Linked DNA regions of Ovis aries: region 1 is linked to region 2. Evidence: chromatin contacts called from public Hi-C data. All regions are on one chromosome and are shown on one strand. Each heading gives the region's core, a stretch centred on a gene start, on an enhancer-like site or on the middle of the called end of the contact. The rest is flanking DNA. Distances are from core to core; before and after follow the strand shown.

Evidence for each region. Hi-C and Micro-C count contacts between places; a contact is called where the count stands out from the background.
Region 1: a contact with region 2 is called in a Hi-C map of liver, with 2.8 times the contacts expected there. The contact joins two enhancer-like sites. A contact is called at or near these places in 5 of 16 Hi-C or Micro-C datasets (hypothalamus, liver, muscle and 1 more).

The regions. Positions count from the first base shown.
Region 1 is chr7:2,299,414-2,305,089 of ARS-UI_Ramb_v3.0, reverse strand. No RefSeq gene overlaps it. Among named protein-coding and RNA genes, the nearest start is that of YTHDC2, 54 kb to the left of the region's middle. Within about 2 kb of position 3,694, at least 7 of the 54 cell types and tissues checked have an H3K27ac peak or open chromatin away from gene starts, as enhancers often do. A contact at or near this core is called in liver, where this site is marked.
Region 2 is chr7:2,157,003-2,162,309 of ARS-UI_Ramb_v3.0, reverse strand. The region is part of intron 3 of NREP (neuronal regeneration related protein); the gene reads right to left. Among named protein-coding and RNA genes, the nearest start is that of NREP, 18 kb to the right of the region's middle. Within about 2 kb of position 3,504, at least 11 of the 54 cell types and tissues checked have an H3K27ac peak or open chromatin away from gene starts, as enhancers often do. A contact at or near this core is called in liver, where this site is marked.

The DNA of each region.
Region 1 (5,676 bases), core at 2,445-4,944, 140 kb before region 2:
GATTTCTTCAAGGTCATAGGTCGCTTTAAAACCATCAGGCTAAATACAAAATTCTTTCTAATGGCTGACTTGCTTTCCACAGCCACAGCAGAAGGGAAGGTCTTCATTTCACTTCCAGGTATTCTGGTGTGTGTGTGTGTGTGTGTGTGTGTGTGTGTGTGTGTGTGTGTGTGTGTGTGTGTGTGTGTGTGTGTGTGTGTGTGTGTGTGTGTGTGTGTGTGTGTGTGTGTGTGTGTGTGTGTGTGTGTGTGTGTGTGTGTGTGTGTGTGTGTGTGTGTGTGTGTGTGTGTGTGTGGTTTTTGCTGCTGAGGGCAGAAACTCTCTCTAGTCCTCAACGGTGTTCCACATTTTTCATTAACACTTGCATTTAAGCAGCTCATTCTAATTCTTTCCGTTGTTCCTGTTCTGCGTGAACTATCTGCTGGCAGTTGCCATGCCAACCCCAAATCCTGGGGTCCTGCTGCTAGATCACAAGCTGCCATTAGCATATTTTTAATAGCACCTGATTGCCCTCCAAAGACCTTCCAGTAGCTGAACGCCATTAGCTCAGAGAGTCATGAGATTTGACTGCATATTTACAGACTGGATCAGGGAGAGAACAGTCTAAGCTGCATAGCCCATTTCCAGGCTTAATTTCCGCAAGTGCCAGGTTGGTGCCCTGAGTCTCATTCATGGGGAAGATCCTCAGAATTGTGTGACCCATGGAGGGATGAGTTCTTGCTTCCTGGAGCTGACTTACCATAATGTGGATGACAACATGACCCTAAAGCTGGTAAAAGATGTCTCTCACTTGTACTGAAAAATAAGCCACTCTCCATTCTGCAGAGACCCGGGCAGGGGTGGTAATGCTAACACCTTGCTCTTTCTAATTTTTACCAAACTGATGGAACAGGCAACGTTGATCATAAATCAGTTTCTCTTAAGAAAGGAATTCGGGAGGGAAGAGTGAATGAGAAGTGTTTCATAACTGAGAGAGTTAAGACAGATTATTTCAAAATATGTAGTTAAGAGCTTTTGAAATTAAGTTGCTTTGAAGTTCTGAAGACTCTCAGCAGCCAATGAGCGAAGTAAGAGAAGGTTGATACCTAAAGTGAAGATAAGAGGAAGTTTAAAGTGGCTACTAAAATCTGAAGAAATCAAAAAGAGTTAGGTGAAACTACAGGTAAAAACAATTTCGTGATGAGGGACCTTGCAAACTCAGATGCTTAGGAGCCAAGACACAGAAGGCAAATGATGTGAGATGCTTGGAGGATGACAGAAGGCAGAGGGCCCTTGGCTTCAGTGCTATGGGAGCACGAGGGGCATAAGACTGGAGCCACCGAAGTGCTGACTCCAGCAGAGCAAGTGGTCCTCCTACAGGGAGTCAGGAGACTCCAGTGCTGGCAGATCTTCAGAGAACTGAAGGAAAGCTAGAAATATATGTATGTATATATATATATATATATATATATATATATATAGAGAGAGAGAGAGAGAGAGAGAGAGAGAGAGAGGAAAATTTCCAGTTTTAAAATATTGAGTATATAATAATTTGACTTTACTAAAACATTGGACTACCCAACACTGTGTAGGGCAAAAAAAAAAAAAAAAATCACCTGACTTCTTGTGTTGAGTATGCTCCATGAGCTGCCAATTTGTAACCCATTCTAAAAGGAAGCTATGTTTAATCCTAGAACTAAGATTCCTAACTAAGGAGTTGCATTTTTATAGAAAGCATGTGTGTGTTGGTCTGTATCCCCAGGTAAGTTTTCATGAGCCTTAGTATTTGGTTCATATAAGCAACCAATGCTAAAAGAGTGGGAAAAACAATGAGCACAAGAGCTCAAAACACAAAACACAACATGGTTGTCTGGTGCCATCTTGGAAGGCTTCAAGAGAGAGGCAGGACCTTCTGTGTCTTTCGAGGATGGTTGAATTTGGAAAATCAGAGATGAGGGGAAATTCCTTGGGTAGAAGGTACAAATCCAAACGAAGAAATTATAAGATGCTTTACTCTTTGCTGAGCAGACTGGAACATCATAGAGGCAATGCTGGGTTAAAATATAAATAGTAACTCAAAACAAAGAGGAACTTCCCTGGCAATCCAGTGGTTAAGACTCCGTGCTTCCAACACAAGGGGTGCAGGTTCAGTCCCTCGTTGGGGAACTAAGAGCCCACATGCCAAGTGGTGTGGCCAATGAATAAATAAATAGCATTACTGCTCACTTATAGTCCTTAAATTCACATATTAGGTCTGAGAGGCACAGAAAACAGAATTTATCTCGGGGAATGCGGACTCAGGCCTTTGCATATGTCTACCTGAAAAGCTGACAATCTGAAAGGCATTGCCTTAGGACTCACAGCATTTACTTACATTATGTTCAGGTGGATACATTTTCAATTTTCTCCAGAAGACTTGTGTTTCTTCCTTTTTTTTTTTTTTTCTTCTACCACTATATACTGACACTGTATTAATAGATCACAAGCCTAATTTGTAAGCCTGGGATCACAAGCCTGGATTTTCTTCAAGGACTTAAAAAGTTTACTTGTCCATTGAGGTCAATTCTTTGACACTTGCCACCTGTGGTTCTCAAAGAGCTTGATGGTTTCAACATTAATTTGGTTAGTTAACAGACTAAATATTTTGATAGTCTATCTGTTGATGGAGAATGCGGGGCTTTTAAATATAAAGACTCTGGCTTTCTAGTATAATTTGATTACACATGTGTTTGTGCAGAACTGCTTCCTACAGCCCTCCCAGGCAGCCAGATGTGGGAGGAGCGATGGAATTAGCTCATCTCCAGTCGGGGCTGCTCTGAACAAGAGTCTGCAAGGGTGGAAGGGGAGCCTGGAAGGGTGCCAACAGGCGCATACATAGGACTATCTGGAGGAAGAAAGTTGATTAAAAGTCCAGTTAAGTCAAGTCAAAAGAATAATATGTCAAAAAGTTCATCAGGATGGAGAGGGACATGAGCCAAAGGATCAAAGTAAGGGTCAGAAACAGGATGATTGGAAACAAAGCCAACGCAGGAACTCACCCTGGGAAAGCTGAGACAATGCTCTGGCGTATCTCAGGCACAGATGGGTGAGCCCAGCTGGACAGGACCCTTGTTATGACAGTTTCAGAGCCTGGACGGATCCTCAGAACCTGATGGGAAGAAAACAATGCTGAGAGGCAAGTTTGCAAGCACTAGTTTCGGAGCACTGTTTTCCTAGCCTGTCAAACGAGAGATTTGTGCTGACTCTCTCATGCCCACGTGAACAACAGTGTTCTCTGAGACCATCTGGCTAAAGCACCATTAGGCTCCAGCCTCTCCTGGGACCAGCCAGTCCTCCCTGGGCCTTTGCAAACTTATCTGAAGTGAATGCGTGGCTCCCAGGACTTGTCCACCTGCAAGTAATATCTGAGGAGAGCATCAGCCAGAGCAGAGCCCCAGAACATCGACCCCTCCTCGGAAAGGGAAGGCACCTTCGTTAGCACCTCCTGCGGGAAGGAAACGCCTGTAGAGACTTCCTTTCCATATATCCCAAGATCAGGGCCAAGAATCTGGGGAATGCTTGTGCTGGGTATGCGCCGTCCTATAAATTCAAGTACACTGATGAGGCTGAAAGCAAGCAAGAACGTGCGTGCCAAGTTTGCCTGTGGTCACAGAAGTGAGGCTGTGCTGTTTCCTGAAGATAGGAGCTGGAAGTCTTTTGGGGAAAGCTGCCTGAGCGCACACATTTCACCCTTGGCCTACTTTGTTTATCTTGAGGCCACTGAAGCATTCAGTCTAGACCGTACAGTATTTCTGCATCTCCTGTTATTTCTTTCCCAAGCATCTGGTTTTTCTCAGGCCCCACGTGACTCATACTTCCTGGCCTTGTGCTGGGACCCAAGGACCCCTGCAGAATGTCCTTGCTGTGCCTGGGTCACTGCAAACATCTGCTGGGATCTGGGCTCTGTCCGTAAGGTGGCCTGTCAAATGGTACAGATTTCAGTTTTCTTTCTGGACAGCGAGTTTGGGGCCTTGGACTAGTACTTTCTCTGGGACTTCAGAACTTGGGAAAGCAAGCAGCCAGGGAGCTCCTGCCCTGGGACTCTGCCTCCGGCTTGGCATCTTGGGGACTTCCGAGGAAGGAGCCCTGAGACTCCTCAGGAGGCCCCGGTTCCTATACAAGTTGGCTTTCACGTCATTCACGTTTTTGTGGCATGGTCTTTGTTATTCTGGTTTTTCCTCACTTCTGCAATCCTTAAGAACCCACCCATCAAGCAAGGGTGCCTTGAGTAGCTGCAACATAGCTGTGCTAGGCTAACTGCTAACTTGAGATCAGAGGGCTTCTAGTCTCAAGAAGCATATCCCTGAGGTGAGATAATAAATAATTCATATCAAGAAACACTGGGTAACACAGGCTGTGTGTCACGAAGGTCTTGTGAGTGGCAGACAAGTTCTGTGAAAATAGAGGCTAAAAGGAGAACAGTGGATGTTTCTGAGTAGAAACAGATTTGTCATAGGCTGTCTAGAATTAGTAGAAATTGAATGGTGGATGGCTACTAAGGTTTTCACACAAGAAAAAATATGTGATTTGATTCAGATAGGTAGAAACAATGAATTAAGTAAAGCCTAGGAAAACAGACCAGATTGGATTGATTTATCATGTTGCTTCATCATCATGTATTACCTTTTTATATGATGCAAGATAAAGAATTCGATTTCTATTTGATACAGATTCAGATAATCTCTAGGCATGTACTTACCTCTCCCTTTGGGTTTAAGGATGACACGCTGAGATCTCATTAACTTTGGCCAAAACACCATATGCTCTTTCAATTTCACACCCTTTTCTTTCAACACATAATTTTGTGTTTTTGTGCTGGACATTGTCTACTTGGGATCAGATCCATTTCTGTTCCAGGCTTTGCCCAGTCCTTGACCTCCCACTTTCATATAACATTTGCTTCTCTTGTCTTATGAATGGTCAAGATAAGCTCGGATTTATAGATATTTATAAATATTTCTGAATATGTAACTCATATCCATCTTAGATTTCAGAAAGTCTTAATGTCCTTGGATTAGCTGTTCTATCACAGACAGTAAGTAGCCAATAAGTGACACCCAAAGGAGGTATATGTCCCAGCAGCCTCAGGAGACACTGAGGCCAGAAAGAGGCTGGTCTGTTGACTACACAGTAGAGTCCCTGCTGAGGGCTTGATGCCACCTCACCAGTGAAGACAGGTACCAGGAAAGACAGCCATGCCAGGAGCTATGTGAACATTTGGAACCAGAGAAAGCCCCATATGGGTAGTGACGTGCTAGATCAGAACTGCAAGGGCTGGCCTGGCAAGTCACGGGGAGTTGCCAGCCTGCAGAGAGTACACCCAAAGCTTTGCACTTGGACAGCCTACCCTTAACACATCTTCTGAGCTGTACCTCATGGCTCCCAGTTACAATCAAATCTTTATCTCACATAAGTTTGGATGGTAGAGCACTAATGTAAGAGGAATTATGTAGATAAGGATGCTATAGCTTCAACATACCCAATGAGGCTGTTTCCAAAACTACAGGAGGGTTTATAGGAAGATATTTGGAACTCCATTGTAGAGAGTGGAGCAGGATTTGGAGTATGTAGAAGAACCAGAAATTCTTGCCAACAAGTGAGCAGTTTTGTCTCTCTCAAGCAAGACCAGTCCCACTGGTATCATCTGTCCTTTGGCTG
Region 2 (5,307 bases), core at 2,255-4,754:
CATGCAGGCATTCATCAGGAGTTTTTGAAATACTTGCTGTGTGCTAGACAGTTAGACTCTGGATACCACCAAAAGAGAGACAGGGTTCCTGTCACCTAGGGGCTCACATCAAGGGTCAGGGGAGGGAGACAGTGGGGTGCTGGATCCTCTAAAAGACCATTTAAACATGGTAGGGGCTGAATTGTGTTCCCCCTAATGCCTGTATGTGAGCTCCTGGCCCCTAATACTTCAAACTGGATCTAGAGATAGGGTATATAAAGAGGCAATTAAGTTAAAATAAGTTCATATGGGTGGACCCTAATCCATGCGACTGGTGTATTTATAAGAGGAGGAAATTAGGACACACACGCACACACGGAAGACACTTGAGGAACTGGGAGATAGATGGCCATCTACAAACCAAGGGGAGAGGCCTCAGGAGAAGCCACACTGACTGCAGACCTCAAGACTCCAGAACTGTGGAAAGTAAACTTCTGTTGTTTAAGTCATCTAGTCTGTGGTACTCTGTTTTGACAGCTCTAGGAAATGAGTCAGTTCAGTTCAGTTGCTCAGTGGTGTCCGACTCTTTGTGACCCCATGGACTGCAGCATGCCAAGCTTCCCTGTCCATCACCAATTCCCAGAGATTGCTCAAACTCAAGTCCATCAAGTCAGTGATGCCATCCAACCATCTCATCCTCTGCCGTCCCCTTCTCCTTCTGCCTTCAATCTTTCCCAGCAGAAAGACTGACTCTCTTCCAGTGAGTCAGTTCTTTGCATTAGGTGGCCAAAGTATTGGAGCTTTAGCTTCAGCATCAGTCCTTCCAATAAATATTCAGGACTGATTTCCTTTAGGATTGACTGGCTTGATCTCCTTGTACATGACTTTCAAAAGTCTTCTTCAGCACCACAGTTCAAAAGCATCAATTCTTCAGCGCTCAGCTTTCTTTATGGTCCAACTCTCACATCCATACTTGACTACTGGACAAACCATAGCTTTGACTAGAAATAAATAGTGTGCTTTAGATGCAATTTTTTTTTTAAGTATAGGTTATATCAAATGTAATAGTTCTCAGAATAACTATCAATAGATTTAAAAAACAAAACGAACATTTAGGAAGACATCCAGTAGTGCTGTCAACAGAGGAAATGAGGGTGGCAGTGAGCAGATCTACAAGGGTATATAAAGGCTTCCAGATGCAAGCCAAGGAAGATAGAAGGTTGAGGGGCTTTCAAGTGCTGATAACAAGTAGGTCAGAAAAAAGGATAAGCTGATCTATCTTTTTGGAGGTCACCTGTTCTTGCTGGACGCCAAAGCTGCTCATTCTTCTTGGTATATGTCAAATGATGCTCTGTAAGTGGACACATGGCTTAAATTGTTTCCCATATATTCACTTTTCTGGATTGAAGTTTGTGTTCTTCATAAACACCTATTAAGCCAACTTCCTTTTTTAAGCTTCACCAAATTTTCTCTTGGTGGTGGTGGTGTGAGCATCTCAGAAATGCAAGCACATGGGAATATCTTTATTTCTTAATAAACCAAAGTTTCGGGCTTCCCTGGTGGCTCAGTGGTAAAGAATCCGCCTGCCAATTCAGGAGATGTGGGTTCAATCCCTGGGTCAGGAAGATCCCCTGGAGAAGGAAATGGAAACCCACTCCAGCATTCTTGTCTCAGAAATCCCATGGACAGAGGAGCTTGGTGAGCTACAGTCCATGGGGTAGAAAAGAGTTAGACACGACTTAGCAACTAAAGAATAACAACACAGTCCATATACAGAATCAACCTAATTGACATGCTTCCTATCACTTCTACTATACTGCATGAAAATTTTGAATTATATCTATTTATTACCTGTTTCTAAATCCATATTTCCCTCTACTCACTTACCATCTTTATCAGTATTTCTTTGGGGAGACTGTTAGATGAGAACAATCTTCAAAGGCAGGATCATGGCTTTGTCTGGAGCCTAAATGCACCACACACATGTATGGTGCTTACTTTAGTGAACACACCTTCTCAGAAAACTGTGATGAAGATGCCGCACGGCTTGGTTGTTAACAACCATAATTATAACATTATTTTCTACCCTTTGTGGGGTTCTATGTGCTTAAACAATGGCCCTTTTATGATTTATCAAAGATAGGTGCCCACCCCCTGCAATTAGAAGAGTAAACCAGAGCAGCAGATGTACAACCTGCATAATTAATTCTTTGAGCAGCAAGGGAGTATATTTTATAATCTCTCTGCCAATTACTCTGTGTGTGAGTGTGAGTGTGTGTGTGTGTGTGCATGCGTGCGTGTGTACATCTTTTATTCTGCCTAATTGGCTGGGAGGTTATGAAACCCAGTACTGTAAGAGAATTTATGTGCACACACATGGACTTCATTTCTGCAAATACCCTTTGAAGTGGCCCTATTAAGAATCTCCCTCAAAAGCTGGTCTGCTCCCAGGTGTGACTGGTCATGTGAGAGGGCAGAATGTAAACTGAAACCATAAATGAGTTACAAGGATCATTTTCTCTGAACAGTATTACATCAAGGATTAGATGGTGCCAAAAGATGATGCGCTGAGCTGTCTCTCTAGAGACCAAGTCTTAGAGCTCTGCCTAACCCTGTGAATGCTGCTTGGAGATGGCGTGCACAGCAGGGGAAAGGCACTGCAACTAGAGGCCAAAAAGGAAAACGGTGGGTCATTCACACACTGGACATCATCTCTGCACATTCTAGAAAGTAAAATACATGTGATAGTTGGTCCCTCAGTTGGCAAACATTCTGGTTCGAGAACTAAGTGAGAAGTGCAGGGATCTAATTTAAGTGTGCGTGTGTGCATCACACACAGGCTGGCTGTGGTACCCAATGGATAATCGCAGAGAAAGCATTACGAACACTTGACTATTGCACTCAACCACAAATGCCCTCCTGCTAGAAAGGAAGGGATGACCTTTTAGGACACTGCTGCACTACAATACCTGCTGACACTCTTGGTTTTTCCATGGCCTGATAAGTTCTTAACCTGTAGAAATGGGGGTCGGGGAGACAACTGTGGTTCACAGCACACAAGCTGATTAAGCCCATCGAATTAACTTTGCTTTGGGTGCAGATGTTTACTATGAGCTCAGAAACTGTCCACATTTTACTCATATTATGCAGCAGATTATGTTACTGCCCGTGATGACATGTCAGGCAGGCAAAGGATTCATTTCTTTCCTTTGTGAGCTGGGGTGTTTGAAACAAGCGGTGTTCAGAGTTTAACAGTAGAATCCTCTAGATTCACTCTGCCTGTTGTGAAGCCATCTTGAGAGGCCGCTGATGAATATGTGGGAGCCTGACAGCTGTGGAATTTCATTTCTAGATTTCAACGAGGCAGAGAAAGGAAAAGGAAGTCTCCTCGCTGGCAACAAAATGAAAGTGTTTACAAGTGAAATTAATCATCAGCACAAAGAGCTTTCGCAGTCACTCTGTACCACAATATAATGTTCTGCCTGTTTGGCTGCTGAGTTTTTTAAAATTTGATTTCTAAGAATAAAAACAAAGACTTAAAGAGGAGCAAGGAATCAAGTCAGAAGCAAGCCACAGAAGGTTAACATTACCCAACTTTGCTTTGTCACCGCTCTTTGAAACTGTTCATGATGTGAGTTTGGGGCTTTGGATGGTGTGTGCTTCAAGGCAGGGTGCAGCAGCAGCTGGTGAACCCAGCACGCTGAACTGGAGGTCAGTTGCAAACATTTTGTGCTGTGCAAACTCCTCTCATCCCAGCCTCATTCCTTTCCAATAGGAAAATGCTTAGCACAAAGCAATCCACCTAAAGGCTCCATAAATCCAAAAAAGGGAGTTACTGATCGAGGAATTCTCAGATTTCTGCCAAGGCACCCTCCCCTGTGCTGGAGGTCAGCCTGGTATGCTAAGCAGAGCCAAACTGTGGACTGGACTCAAGGAATTAAGTTCAACACTTCAAATCTAGACTTTTAATGGGCAATTTTTCTTTTCAGTGATGAAGACAAAACAAAGTACAAACAGCTGATAACAGCCCAAAGTAAACCAGGAGAAAAAGCACAAGAAGAAAGCTTGGAAACAAATCTCATACAGGATATCTAAGAAGAGATTTTCTGAACAAAGGAAAAAAATAAAGCAGCTTTTTAAAACTCTGGTTTGAGATTAAGCAGTTTGTGAGTGAACAATAAGAAAGTACAGGCCACAAAAATAAGACATTTGCTCTTTTCAGCGGGATAAAAAATACTGGCCTTTGTTAACTAGCAAGGAAAAAAAAAAAAGAAAGAAAGAAAAGGCCCCTCAGGCATTTAAGCACAGCATAAGCTTTTCCTTGCCCCATGACCTCAACAAATATGTTAATAAAATCTTTTACCTCCCTGGAGTGGAACCAGAGTAAATATTTACTTAACACATCTGAGTTCTAAGTCTGGACCACCTTATTCCCTTATATAAATTGGTTTTCATTTGCAACCAAGAAATTAGAAACACCACATTTTGCAATGTTTCTCCTGCTTTTATGGTAGGAGAAGGAAGGAAGGATGAAAGGGAAGGAAGGGAGGGAGGAGAGGAAGAAAGCAAGAAGGAGGCAGAAAGAAAGAGAGCAAAAGACGGAAAGACAGGATGAACACTGTAAGGAAGAAAAGAAAACCGTATTGGGCCTGAGTGCACCAAACTGCACTTGAGAATTTTTGAACGGTATTCTCTGCTACAAATGAGTCATGCTGTTGATACCCTTTCCAATACTAGACATCTGGAATTAGCAGGACCTTTTCCAAGCACATTCCAAGGTTAATAAGAAACATCTAGACTTGCTTTTATTAGCCAGTTTGAGTAATTTTAGGTATACTGAATTTCACCTTCGTATAACTATAAGAAGTCTGATTTCTACTCACCAAGAATGGTAATTTTTCTTTCTTCTTGTTCTAAAGTTACTGTGCTATTCACTAAAATCTATGAAAGTTTTCACCAACAAGGTGAAAGAAAAAGTCCTCGAAACTCAAGGGTTTTTTTTTCCCTAAAGCCCTAAATTAAAAGCTAGTGAAATAAATATTTATCTGGACATATGGATTTGGGGTTTTTCTTGATCTGGGTGAATAATGAGATAGCCAGTTGCTTTTGATGAGCTTATGAACAATTTCAAAGCATTCCTATCGCTGACATATGCAAGACTGACTTTTCCAGAAAGTTTGCATTTTCTCCCAAAGCGCTCATTCCAAAAGAATTTATTCACTCTTTCCACCAATGCACCGTCTTCTGCTGGCAGCTGCAGACTGCTCAGCATTTAGCAAAAGTCATTTCACAGTTCAGTGCTTGTCAGGTACTGTCTTGGTCATTTGA